Linked DNA regions of Zea mays: region 1 is linked to region 2. Evidence: chromatin contacts called from public Hi-C data. All regions are on one chromosome and are shown on one strand. Each heading gives the region's core, a stretch centred on a gene start, on an enhancer-like site or on the middle of the called end of the contact. The rest is flanking DNA. Distances are from core to core; before and after follow the strand shown.

Region 1 (6,970 bases), core at 3,973-6,472, 630 kb before region 2:
TTTAAGTGAAGCAACACTCCGCAAGAAAAGAACTTGAGTTAGTGCTCTTTTTCATCTAAGCTTTCTTGCTTTGTTATCATAGAATTATTAGTTGTATTGATTTATCACTTCCGCTTTATTTGAAAGCTATACTCTTTACCAGCAAGAACTTAGTTTTTATACTCCGATAATTGTTCATCTTGTTCTAACCACTAATCAAAGGATCTAGTTGGGGGATAAAGTTTTAATTTTCAGGTTTCGCCTATCCACCCCCCCCTCTAGGCGACTTTCAGATACCAATTGAGAGCACCTAGAGGGGGGGTGAATAGGTGATCCTGTGAAACTTAAAAATTTAAGCCACAAAACTTGGTTAAACGTTAGCACAGTTAATGCCAAGTGGCTAGAGAGAAGATCTTGCACAATATGATAACCACAAAGAGTTCAACACAGAGAAGACACAGTGGTTTATCCCGTGGTTCGGCCAAGTACAAAACTTGCCTACTCCACGTTGTGGCGTCCCAACGGACGAGAGTTGCACTCAACTCCTCTCAAGTGATCCAATGATCAACTTGAATACCACAGTGTTATGCTTTTCTTTTCTTATCCTGTTCGCGAGGAATCTCCACAACTTGGAGCCTCTCGCCCTTACACTTTTGATGTTCACAAAGAATCACGAAGTAAGGAAGGGAAGCAACACACACAAATCCACAACAAAATGCGCACACACACGGCCAAGAATCGAGCTCAAAAGACTATCTCAAAGTTCTCACTAGAACGGGGCTCGAATCACTGAGAATGACAAACGAATGCGCAAAGACTGAGTGTGGATGATCAAGAATGCTCTAAGGTTGCTTTATTTACTCCTCCATGCGCCTAGGGGTCCCTTTTATAGCCCCAAGGCAGCTAGGAGCCGTTGAGAGCAAATTTGGAAGGTCATCCTTGCCTTCTGTCGTCTGGCGCACCGGACAGTCCGGTGCCAGATTTCTTTCCTTAAATGGCGAAGCCGACCGTTGGCAGACTTGGAGCCGTTGGCGCACCGGACATGTCCGGTGCACACCGGACAGTCCGGTGCCCCCTTCCGACCGTTGGCCCGGCCACGTGTCGCGCGCAGATTCCGCGGCCGACCGTTGGCCCGGCCGACCGTTGGCTCACCGGACAGTCCGGTGCACACCGGACAGTCCGGTGAATTTTATCCGTACGCCGTCGGCGAATTCCCGAGAGCGGCCACTTCGCTCGAGGCAGCCTGGCGCACCGGACACTGTCCGGTGCACCACCGGACAGTCCGGTGCCCCAGACCGAAACAGCCTTTTGGCTGTACACAGCCAACTCTTCTCTTTTCCTCTTCTTTCTGTTTCTAATACTTAGACAAGTATATTAGTACACAAAACCAATGTACTAAGACTTAGAAACATACCTTTGCTCTTGTTTTGCACTTTGTCCATCCATAATCATGAATTCACATTTAAGCACTTGTGTTGGCACTCAATCACCAAAATACTTAGAAATGGCCCAAGGGCACATTTCCCTCTCATCGTGCCATCTCATCCGCGTAGCAAATGGATCCACCTGAGTACCTGACCACATCTTGCATGCCGTAGTAGCAGGTAGTCAAATATGATCATGCAAAAGGAGTGGGAGCGTGCATCACTTGCATGACGTTGGATCAAGAAGGGGCAGGGCCCGGTCAACAAGAATATGAGTCCTCCTTGCATGCACGCATGCAACAGGCGCTCGACCATCACCTCGTTCTCATGCAGCCCCATAAGAATAGGATTGAATTGGTCTTCATCTCCTCGTGCACCCGCATAAGAATAGGACCGAACTGGTCTTCATCTGGCACGACTGTCAGTGCGGGTGCGGCTCCCAGCGCAGCCTGACCCCGGCGCGACTGCAGGCGCGGGCACTGCTCCTGGCGCGACTGCTAGCACGGCACGACTGTCGGCATGGCCTGCACCGGCACGACTGCCAGGGCCGCGTGACTGCTGGCGTGGGTGTGGCTCCTGGCGCGACCTCGGGCCTCAGCTCAGGCGCATGGCCTTCGGCGCGGCGTGAGCATCTCTGATGTGCGGGCGAGCGGTGCAGCTCTGGCGCGCGGTCGCGACACCAAGGCGGGCACAAACTCTGGTGCTCTGGCGAGATCGAGTGGAGCCCCACCGGATATGGTGGAGCGATTACGAGATTCCACCAACATTAGATCTAAAAAAATTATACCGTTCAATTACGTAGAGGAGAAACCTTAGCTGTCGCGTAGGACAGTCCGGCTAGACCGAGGGACCTGTCGGCTTGATGGAGAGTTGGTGCAGATCTGATTCAGCAGCAACGTCGAGGTAGAGCGTGCTGATAACGTGTTGAGAACTACATTACCACAGATCACCAGATCCGCTCCCTTCCCTCCCGTCAGCAGTAGAGACGCAAGAATCTATAGAGGACTCGTCTCCCTTCTCATAAGCACGATAGAGAAAACACACGAGACATAGGATATAGGGTTGGGTCTCTGACATCTTTCTCTTCTCTCTATTATAAAGGGGTGTACATGTTTCTTATATAGAGATGTAAGACCACTAATGAGCAAAGCAGATATTTGCCTATATAACCCTAACTAGGGTTGCTCCATCTGAGGCCCTACGTGTTTGGTAGTAGAATCCACGTCACGTGGCTGATCTGTCGACACAGTGACACACTCACACACGCACGGCAGGGCCCAGGGCTGCTGCTGCGTTTGCTGCCAGGCAGGCATCGTCGCACTCGCATCATGGTCGGCCCTCGCCCGGCCGGTCCGGTCCGTCCGTCACTCCAGGGAGGGAGGCCCAGCGCAACGATGTAGGCCGGATCAATTCGGCTCGAGACCTAATTTGATCGACCAATTCGGCCCGTAGAGCAGTATGGACGATGGTTGAACGCATTTGTATAGCAAAAACAACGTCAATTATTGAAAAGGGGATGTAGCTCAGAATCTCAGATGGTAGAGCGCTCGCTTAGCATGCGAGAGGCACGGGGATCGATACCCCGCATCTCCATGGTTCATCCATCTCATTTTTTATTTTTGGTTTTTAATCGTCCATGGTGTGGGTGTGGCGGCCATCACAGCATGTGATTCGTGCCACAATCGCAATCCTGACCATCCTAAATAGATGGCGATTTTTTTGTTGTTTCCTGATTCGACGGTGGCCATATCGTACGTATCCTTGGCAAATCATCAGTATCCACGAAATTCAGGAGCGATCGCGTGCAAATGTCATGGGCGACGATGACATGGATTCTTGCAGCGATAGATAGACACGCCACCCCAGGCCAGCCACTGAGATTAGCTGCTTCTGCTGCTGCTTTGTAGAGCTGGAATAGAGACCCAAAATCAAGAAGATGGATGCGTCGCCTTCAGTTTCCTGGTGCAGCAACATGGCTGCCTGGCTGCTCAGGTGACAGCGCCACCAGTCTCTCTTTGTTCCTACGGCCAGTACGTTTGGCGTGGAGCATGCACTAGATACAACTCCGGGGAAGAAGACAGAGCACGAAGCGCGCAGCAGAATCTGGGGAGGAGGAGAGAAGCAGCAGTAGCCTGCACTCCTCGTCCTCCTCCTCCGACTTGTTTTTTCTTTTCTTTTCTTTTCTTTCTGGTCTTGTCTTGTCTTGCATGAGTGACGGGGGCAGCAAGTGCGTTTGTATGACAGAGACACACACAGTCATGTGGCCATAATTTATTACAGGGACATCCACTGTGTCCCCCTGCAGAAATTACATGATCAAATGACAACAACATGCTGGAACCAAAATGGCCCTTGATTATGACAGGCTGCAACCATCAATAGACAAAATAGTGAAGAGCAACAAGATACAGTCGGATACGGAGCATCAATTTCTCTAGGTGTACTCGAAAGCAAGCAGTTAGTGCTTGATCAAGACCTAAACAGCACAAACCAATCTCTCCTCTTTTTTGTTGTATACCATAAACCACATGAAGAAATCCATGGTGTCGTCCCAAACATCTAAATTGTCAACGCAAACCGTTGCCCTGTTGGATTCGAATTTGGATTGCTAAACACCAGGCACCAGATCCCCAGGTCAAAAGGCAGAGGAAAAACATGAAGCAGCAGGCACTGGCAGCAGAGCATCTGCTCAACTTCATCGACAATCAGGGGGCTGCAAAGTGCAAACGAACTTATCCATGGCATCCACCACCACCACCAAGCACCAAGGCCAAAAAAAAGATCAAGGCGGCGTCCTGAAGGCCTGCACGAGGAGCGCGAACCCGGGCGCCCTGGCCTCCTCCTCGAGCCAGAGCCTGCTCTCGAGCGCGCTCCTGGTGCGGAGCATCACGACGGCGCAGCCCGGCGGGTCGCGGCGGAACCACCAGCCGTGCAGGTCCCAGAGCACGTCGACGGGCGCGCCGTCCACGAACACCGTCTGGTTGCCCCGGAAGTTCCAGCGCAGGCGGCGCGCGTGCACGGCGCGCTTGCCGTCCACGCTGACCCACAGCTCGTCCTCCTCCCCGGGCCGGCCGCCCAGCCCGCGGCAGCAGCCCACGGCCACCTCGTGCTCCGGCGCGCCCTCCGCGAACCGCACCCGCGCCGTGTGCGCCGCGGCGCCCGGACCCGCCGCCGCGACGACGACCACGCGGGACACGGCCAGGATGGAGCGCGCCCGCGGGATCTGGCCCTCCAGCTTCGCCTTCACGAACCCCGCCGCCAGGTCGCCCACGGCCAGCACCACCTCGGCGCTGGCCACGGCCACCACGTAGAACCCGGAGACCGGCTCCGGGGACGACGAGCCCGCCCCGTCGTACCTGGCGCCTGTGAGGTCCCAGAAGATCGCGAGCGGCGGGGCGTGTGCGGAGGATGAGGAGGAGGAGGGGAGGCAGTAGGTGCCCCTGCGGCGCCGGAGGAGGACGGCGGGCGACGACGCCGTGGGCCCCGCGAAGGAGAGCGTCGGCTGCCCGCGCGGGGAGTGCGACCAGGTGAGGCGCAGGAGGAGCGGCGGCGACGACGCGACCTGCGGCGTGGCGCGGTAGGAGACGGCGACGGAGAGCGTGGACGGCGGCGACGGCGAGGAGGAGGAGACCGTGAACGTGGACGCCGGGGTGGTGCAGGCGACGCGGACGGCGCCGTCGGAGACGCAGGAGGCCAGGTCCCGCACCGACGACGGGAGCAGCAGGCTCGACGCGCTCACCATTCCTCCGATCTACGCGCGCAAAGCCGTGAAGGGGAGGGGGCGGAGACGGCGTGGGAGTCTGTTCTGTGGGAGAAGAGATGTGGGCTGGTGCCTGGTGGGGACTGGACTGCGGGCGTTATGGATGGGCGACCGGCCTCAGGTGGTGGGCCGGGGGCGCGGGCGGCGACGTGGCAAGGCGACCCGACGGCGAGGGTGGCTGGCGGGCGGCACCGCACGGCGCACGCGCTGCACTGAAGCCCCGCAGGCGCAGCAGAACAGAGCACGAGACAGCCGACTGGTAACTGCCGGAGCGGGGGGCCGGTAGTCCTGTAAGTTTGGGCCGTGCCTGTTGGGCCAGCACGAGCCCGGCACGAAATTAATGGCACGAAGCCCGGTCCGGCACGACCAAAAAATACTCGGGCCAGCACGGCACGTTACGCGGGCTGGGCCGTGCTCCAGTTTTCGGCCCGACGGCCCAAGTAGCCCGGCACGCCATAGTGGGCCGTGCTCGGGCCAGCCCGGCACGATTTAGGGTTAGGTGGCCGCTGCCCTCTTTATTACCTTGGCTTCGGATGGCGGCGGCGGCTTGACCGTGTCCTGAACGAACGTACACAGCACGTACGGCCGTATGGCTCAGGAACAGAGCAGCAGCGGAGGAAGATCTTGCTGCCGTCGTGGTAGCGGCGGAGGAGCCGGCGAGCAGCGTGGAATGCACGACCGGAGGGCGAGGCGGCGGTAGGCGTCATCACTGAGCACGAGCTGGAGCCAGCGCTGGAGGCCGAAGGACTCCTTGCGCTGCGAGCGGCGGAACTCTTGGAAGCTGGAATGACCACGCGACGGCGAGGAGGTCCTCCACCAGGGCCTCGTCCGACAGCTGTTCGGTTGATGTGATAGATGGTGTGCGTTGAATCCTCCAGAGAAGAGAATGGCAAACAAACGGGAGGAATAGCGATGGAGGAAGAAGGCTTTTCGTGGGCTGACGTGAATTCCAGGGGAGGGGCTCCTCGGTTCCTCCGTCCGTAGCTGCAGCCACGCTCGGTTTCTCCGTCCACGGCTCTTCGGTTCCACGTAGTGCTGCAAGTTGCGGGCCGGGCCTGGGCCAGCACGGCCCGATGCAAGCCCGTCGTGCTTTAGGGCCGTGCTGGGCCTACGTTTTAAAAGGTGAGCACGTTTTAGCCCGGCCCGAAAGAAATTCGTGCTAGCACGGCACGAAAGATTTAAGCCCGAAGCACGATGGGCCCGTGCCGGGTCGGCCCGGCCCGGCCCAACTTGCAGGACTGGGCCGGCCGAGGAGGAGCCGGGCTGCCGGAGGATGCTTCGGCTTTAAGGCTAGCGGAGGCCGTGGTAGCCGTCGGATCACGGACGGGGACACACCCACCGTCCGTTCCGCTCCGCCGTCCCGCACGCTTTAAAGGCCGTTGCTCCGATGTCGCGGGCGTGCAGTGCAGTGCGGCTCTGTCATTCATTCGTTCCACGCGAACTCTAAACTCTATGAATAAAGGGCCTGTTTTGGTTCAGCTTTTTCGAAAATCTAGTTGTGGAGAGAATTTAACTGTACAGAGAATCTAAGTATCATTATAATTATATGCGAAGGAAGATAAAGTTGTCCATAGGGCTTAGGATCTATAAAGTGATGGATTACTACTGTTGCGACGACTCAACTCATTATATGTTTATGTTGATTTTGAATGTTTTTTACCGAAACGAATTTTATATAAACTAGCTGAAAAGCTGAGTGTTTGGCAGTCCGCAGCAGCTTTTGGTGGCCAGAAGCTGCGAAAATCCGAAACAAACAGGCACAAAGCGTGTCGGAGTCTAAGATTTCAAGTATTTCTTTCTATTAAGC
Region 2 (6,556 bases), core at 253-2,752:
CATATTTCTACACCCCCATTGTACACCTGGACCCTCTCCTTGTATCTATAAAAGGAAGGGCCAGGGCCCTCATACAGGAGGGTGGTCGCGCGAGACTCCCTCTCTCCCTCGCGAACGCTTGTAACCCCTACTGCAAGCGCACCCACTCTGGCGCACGATAACACGAGCCGAGGTTTTTCCCCCCTTCGTGTCCCGTCTCGCGCCAATCCATCTGGGCTGGGGCACGCAGCGACAATTTTACTCGTCGGTCCAGGGACCCCCGGGGTCGAAACGCTGACAGTAGTATTTTCCTTTTTTTCCTTTCTATGTTATTTCCAATTTCTAAATTGCATATTAGGTTAAATCTCAACCTCATCATCAATATATTATTATTGTTGTTGTTATTGTTGTTGTTGAATGCACAAACAAATAAACTTCAACATGATGCATGGATTATTTATGTTTTATTAGAGAATTGTTCACTTTTTTCATGTGTTCTAATGAGTAGAGCAATACATATAAGAAGATTAACTCTTTTCTTATTATTCACCAGTTGGGTGTTACAGATCCGGAGGAGGACGAGCCGATACACGGAGACGGGAGTGGACGATACAAGGTAAGACGGGGGTGCTATATCCGCAGTGGGCGAAGCGACGGCTCAATCCGGAGGAAGCGAGGCGAGACTGGGGTGCTACAACGGGGTGGGTGAAGCGTGAAGGCGACTATTGGATCCAAGGAGAACGAGACGAGACAGGGAGCGGACGAGACGAGGCGAGAGTTTCACGAGACGGGGATTGTGTGCCCGGCTTTCGAACGTGTGTTTTTCCTGTCCGTGGAAACCGTTCAAAACCGAGGATACGCTTCCCTTTCAATGGACTTCCAAACGCTGATGCAGCCACATGAGTTTGTGTTACACGTGGCATGGATGAGCTGGGTTTTGGGTTTTGGCTAGTAAAGGTTCATCCGCCTTTATTTCTCGTCTCTCTTGGTACTTACAACGCCAAAAAAGAGAACGGGGAGCAGTTTTTTTATCTTTCTCACATTTTTATTGTTGATATAAATGCTCTAAATGGACGATCTAGGACGATGTTGTTAGCCAATAAAAGTACATAAACATGTTTTGGAACCCGGAGATGAACAAGCGACTTGTATCATTCATGGGCAGGACGTGTGACGTGTCCTGTCTCAAGCATCCCGTCCCATCCGGGACACCGGCTCAGTTCCAGACTTCCAGTCCCCCGGCTGCTTTGCGGTCCCGCAGCTAGTTGGGCTCTGGGCCTGGGCCTAGATCGGACCCAGCAACATGTGGCCGGAGGCAGCAGAAAACCGGCGGCGGCCGCCGTTCCCGGGACCCATCGGCGTCGGCGTGTCTCCATTTCCCGCAGCAGGGCCCATTGGAAGTTTGGAATTGGAAACCCAAAAAGCATAGGCGGGGGGTGGCAGGGGAAGCACGGAGCAAGAGATTCGTTTGCTGCCATTATTAACCGAGCCGAGCCGAGAGAGGTCAAGCAACGGACCCCCATTCGCATCTGCCTCCTTTTCCTTGGAGCCGAAGAAGAGGGAAAGGAAGGGAGGACAGCCGCCGCCGCCGCCGCCGCCGCCACCGTCAGGATGCATTCCACGAACCTCCTGCTCGAGGAGCCCATCCGGATGGCCTCCATCCTCGAGCCCTCCAAGCCCGTAAGCCTTCCGCCGTGCCGCCCGCCCGTCGTCATGTTCAGATTCGTTTCGTCGCTGATTCGTGCGGGATCGGTCGCGGAACCCCTACCTCGACTGAGACCTGACTAACTTTTGCTTTTTTCGGTTCGGTGCCGGGCGGATCCCTGCCTGGATCAGAGCTACTTCCCGGCGATGACCAAGATCGTCGGCACTCTCGGCCCCAAGTCGCGCTCCGTCGACACGATCTCCGCCTGCCTCAAGGCCGGCATGTCCGGTAACTGTTCACTCTCCGTCTCTCTCTCTCTCTCTCTCTCTCTCTCTCTCTCAATGCCGTCTGGAGCTTGCAGTCTGGCACTGGAACTGATTTGTTGGCTGGTTGGTTTGGTTTTTCCTCCTCCGACTGCAGTCGCCCGGTTCGATTTCTCGTGGGGGGACGCCGCGTACCACCAGGAGACGCTGGAGAACCTCAAGCTCTCCATCAAGTCCACCAAGAAGCTCTGCGCTGTAAGTTCACCTTGCTCTCGCCTTGTCTGGCGCCTCGGCTCTGAACGAACGAACGAATGTGCGCCACGGAGCTGACAATTGCAAGCATCCCACTCTGCGTACCAGGTCATGCTCGACACCGTGGGCCCGGAGCTGCAGGTGGTGAACAAGAGCGAGACCCCGATCTCCCTCGAGGAGAATGGCACGGTCGTTCTCACCCCTCACCGGGGCCAAGACGCCTCCTCCAGCTTGCTGCCCATCAACTTCTCTGGACTCGCCAAGGTTAGCACGTGCCCATGCCGTTCTACTAAGATCTAATATCCGATGCTGTATTTACTTCTACCGAGTACGAGATCAGCGGCAACTGCTAGTTGATCATGCCCTGACTACCAAGTTTAGATTTTTTTTGGGTTAGTTTTATGCACTATGCCGCTGCGATGCCATTCTATTAGTCTAGTCTTGTTTCCACATCACATAGTGGACAAACTTTTTAAAAAAGAATTGTTCCTTGCAGGCGGTGACACCAGGGGCAACAATATTCGTGGGACAATACTTGTTCACTGGCAGTGAGACCACCTCAGTTTGGTTGGAGGTAAAAGGCCTTCTAGCATGCTGTACCTTTAGAAAGTAGGTTTTCGTTTGTTCTCAGCATTTGCTTAAAAAAGGAACTCTCCTATCGTACTGATGTAGGTTTCTGAAGTGAAAGGAGATGATGTGGTGTGTATAATCAAGAACACAGCCACCTTGGCTGGGTCACTGTTCACGCTGCATTGCTCCCAGATTCACATTGACTTGCCCACCCTGTCTGATGAGGATAAGGATGTAAGGAACTACTCTCGAAATTGTGATTTATATATCCTTGTGTAATTGTTGCTTTGAAATCGTCTCCTTCCTATCAGAATTTCACCTTTGGTAACCTGAAAATTTGGTGGCGGAACTAGATTTGTTGTAAAGCTGCAGCCTTGTCCTTTAGCCACCCTAAGACTTACATGCATGAGTTGCTTTCAGGTCATTAGAAAATGGGGTACTCCCAATAAGATTGACTTCCTTTCTCTGTCCTACACAAGACATGCAGAGGATGTGCGCCAGGTAAACAACTTGCATTGTGGATGTATTTTGAGTTATTCTGTTTGTCCTCTCTGATTGCTGTGCTTCTAAGCAGTACCTCTATCACTACAACGAAAATGCGTCATTGCTATATTTGATACACTATCTACTGTTTGTTTGGGGTACAACACTTACGAAGAATGTTGTCAACAGTGCTAATATTTGCTTCTTGCGACACAGGCACGGGAATTCCTGTCAAAATTGGGCGATCTAAGCCAGACTCTGATTTTTGCCAAAATTGAGAATGTCGAGGTATTTTCATGTAAATCCTCTTACATCATTAGCCAGCTATCATTTGTTTGCCCTTCAAATATACATACACTCCTTATTTCTTTGCAGGGCTTGAACCAATTTGATGAAATACTGGCTGAGGCAGATGGTATCATTTTATCAAGAGGGAACCTGGGAATTGATCTTCCACCTGAGAAGGTTGGTTGTTACATATACTAATAATTTAGCAGTGGACTAGTTGAGAATACGGGCTTAAGCCTCAGTAGCTTTGTGGCCACACATTACACCCCCTCACATCTGGGTTCCATCAGATCTAGCATACTATGTGGATTTGAAGTGGGTCAGCGTGTCATATTATGTTTTCTTAATTTTTTGTTAGCATGGTCTTATACTCAAGATATTTTGACTCTATTATCAGAATTGAGTTTCATACCTGCCAGTTTTCTGAAAATCCTAAGGCATTGAGGAATGATAGACAACACACATGAACCTTAAATTTACTTCTAGTTTAGCATTTTCTGTCTCGTTCATGGATGCGATAATTTTTCATATTTCATTAGTTTACTTAGACATTGATCTTTATCACTCCAACTCCATGTTGCAGGTCTTTTTGTTTCAAAAATCTGCTCTTCACAAGTGCAACATGGCTGGAAAGCCTGCTGTTGTCACTCGTGTTGTGGACAGTATGACTGACAACCTCAGGCCTACTCGAGCGGAGGCAACTGATGTGGCAAATGCAGTACTTGATGGTAAGTTGTCAACGATTTCTGTTGTTTTTTCAAAAATCTTGGTTATACTTGGGCTCTTTTAGCCTGATATGCAGCTGGTCATTAGTGCACTAAAAAACGGAAGTTCAATCATGACTCACGATTGATTTTGATTGCAGGGAGTGATGCCATTCTCCTTGGTGCTGAGACTCTCCGAGGTTTATATCCAGTTGAGACTATTTCGACAGTGGGCAGAATTTGTGCTGAGGTGAAATTTCTGTTATGTTTTCTAGATAGGGTTGCATTTTCAACAATTATTGCTATTTTACGCGAATTTGGTGTCTTTTTTTGGGCGCTGCATCTGACTTGCCGTCATTGATTTAATTATACATGTTTGTCAATTGTCTTACAGGCTGAGAAGGTATTCAACCAAGATTTATACTTCAAGCAAACTGTGAAATATGTCGGAGAACCCATGACCCATTTGGAGTCCATTGCTTCCTCAGCTGTAAGATCTATCATCTACATGCTTTTCAGATTCGAATCTTTTTTCTATTAATGTTTGCAAACCACAATTTTTTGTAGTCTAAGATAGTCGTGTTACTATTTCTTAGGTGCGAGCTGCTATCAAAGTTAAGGCTTCGGTGATCATTTGCTTCACCTCTTCTGGGAGGGCTGCAAGGTTGGTAGAAACGGACATGCTTATACAGGGATGCAGTTCAGTGGAAATTAACCTCATGTATATCTCTATATGATCTGCAGGCTCATCGCCAAGTACAGGCCCACCATGCCTGTTCTTTCTGTTGTCATTCCTCGTCTGAAGACAAACCAACTGAGATGGAGTTTCACTGGTGCTTTTGAGGTACGTGAACCCCAATATTCTTTGTGATCTTTCCTGTTAGATGTTTTCTTTTTATGCAACACTGACATTATCTATTATTAGCATGTTGATCATTTCTTTTGTGAATGGTAACATTGGTCTTTGAAGTTTCTCTTGTAGATATTGAACATGTGTCATGCAATGCTTAAGAGAGATTACTTTATTTGAGAAGAATTAAGAACCTTGATTGCCTTCTCTTGTACTGATACTTGGCACCATGCAACTCATTTGTTGTTTCTTTTTCTTGCAGGCAAGACAGTCGCTGATAGTTAGAGGCCTCTTTCCGATGCTTGCAGATCCTCGGCATCCAGTAAGTTAACTGAAGTCTTTCAGTTCACTACTTTGTATAAGCAACACATACTGGCTGCACTGCTCACTTGTACACATGAGCAACTCATTTCTAGCATCGTTGGGGATGGAATATTTTGCAAGCACATCCCTGTTGCCTTTGTATCCTTGATTCCTTGGACTAGCTTTTTTTTTATTCATTTATTTTGGTAAGATATCCAATGAAAACTTGATGGCTTTTGGTAAGCAGTATGAGGCTGCTAGGAGTATACAGATATCTTTCTTTATTAGCATAACAATATTATCATATTATAGATTTGTAGTATACTTGCTTCCATCGGGCTGAGTATGTAAAATTTTGTATGTTCTAAAAGTTTTGAAGGCAAGAACACTACGATGCAGTTCACTGCACTTATAAAACAGACAATGGTCTGATAGCATGGTTAATCAAAACACATCCATTTTTTTAAAAAAAAAATCTGTTGTTTTATTTGTCTATATAGCTTATAGGAGAAGGCTAGGGATCTAAGGTACACTGAAAATACTTGAAGTGGCGATCCCACTTAGGCCTAGTTTGTTGGGTACTCTTGGAACGAGGGGGACTGAAGTGGATTGAGATGTATTGAGGGAGATTTTGATCTATTGTGGATTTAAACGTGCTCCAATCCCTCCAAACCACTCCAATCCAAGAGTACCCAAACTAGGCCTTAGCTTCTTGTTGTAGCTTAGGCATGTCTTAGTCTCCTGAGCAGATACAAGTTTTTTTTGCGTGGTTTCTATTTTGCGCTGCAAATTGATTTGGTGCAATTTTCCGGTTACTTTGTATTAATCGATCTTCATTGTGTTTTTTCAGGCCGAATCAACCAGTAATACAAATGAGTCAGTTCTGAAGGTTGCTCTAGACCATGGCAAGGCATGTGGTGTGATCAAGTCCCATGACCGTGTTGTCGTTTGCCAGAAGGTGGGAGATTCATCGGTTGTGAAGATCATTGAGCTGGACGACTAGGGCATACTTTGCCGATTTTTTTTTTGACGAGGCCGGAATTTGTTGGCTATATGTATAATCCTATAGCTTTCTTTACAAATGAGCAGTTTTTCCCTATGGTGCCATCATAGGACTTGCTTAGCGATTTAAAACTCGATTATGTGCCACCTAAAATGGGCAGATGGAACAATGAAATCATACTGTGCCCTTTATCCGTTGCTATTGTTAACCTGAGCC

Evidence for each region. Hi-C and Micro-C count contacts between places; a contact is called where the count stands out from the background.
Region 1: a contact with region 2 is called in a Hi-C map of endosperm, with 4 times the contacts expected there. The contact joins the promoter of LOC100304397 here to the promoter of LOC100191614 in region 2. A contact is called at or near these places in 2 of 25 Hi-C or Micro-C datasets (ear and endosperm).

What each region holds. Positions count from the first base shown.
Region 1 is chr4:193,901,050-193,908,019 of Zm-B73-REFERENCE-NAM-5.0, reverse strand. It overlaps LOC100304397, which reads right to left and starts at 5,222. Exons shown (of 1, transcript NM_001165833.1): 1 at 3,639-5,222. The coding sequence starts at 5,145. The coding sequence ends at 4,186. TRNAA-AGC (transfer RNA alanine (anticodon AGC)) reads left to right here and starts at 2,916; the gene lies at 2,916-2,996.
Region 2 is chr4:193,271,111-193,277,666 of Zm-B73-REFERENCE-NAM-5.0, reverse strand. LOC100191614 (pyruvate kinase) reads left to right here and starts at 1,502. Exons shown (of 16, transcript NM_001137043.1): 1 at 1,502-1,659; 2 at 1,816-1,912; 3 at 2,045-2,142; 4 at 2,248-2,403; 5 at 2,636-2,713; 6 at 2,812-2,943; 7 at 3,130-3,210; 8 at 3,409-3,480; 9 at 3,568-3,657; 10 at 4,064-4,208; 11 at 4,346-4,434; 12 at 4,579-4,674; 13 at 4,781-4,848; 14 at 4,929-5,028; 2 more. The coding sequence starts at 1,591. The coding sequence ends at 6,340.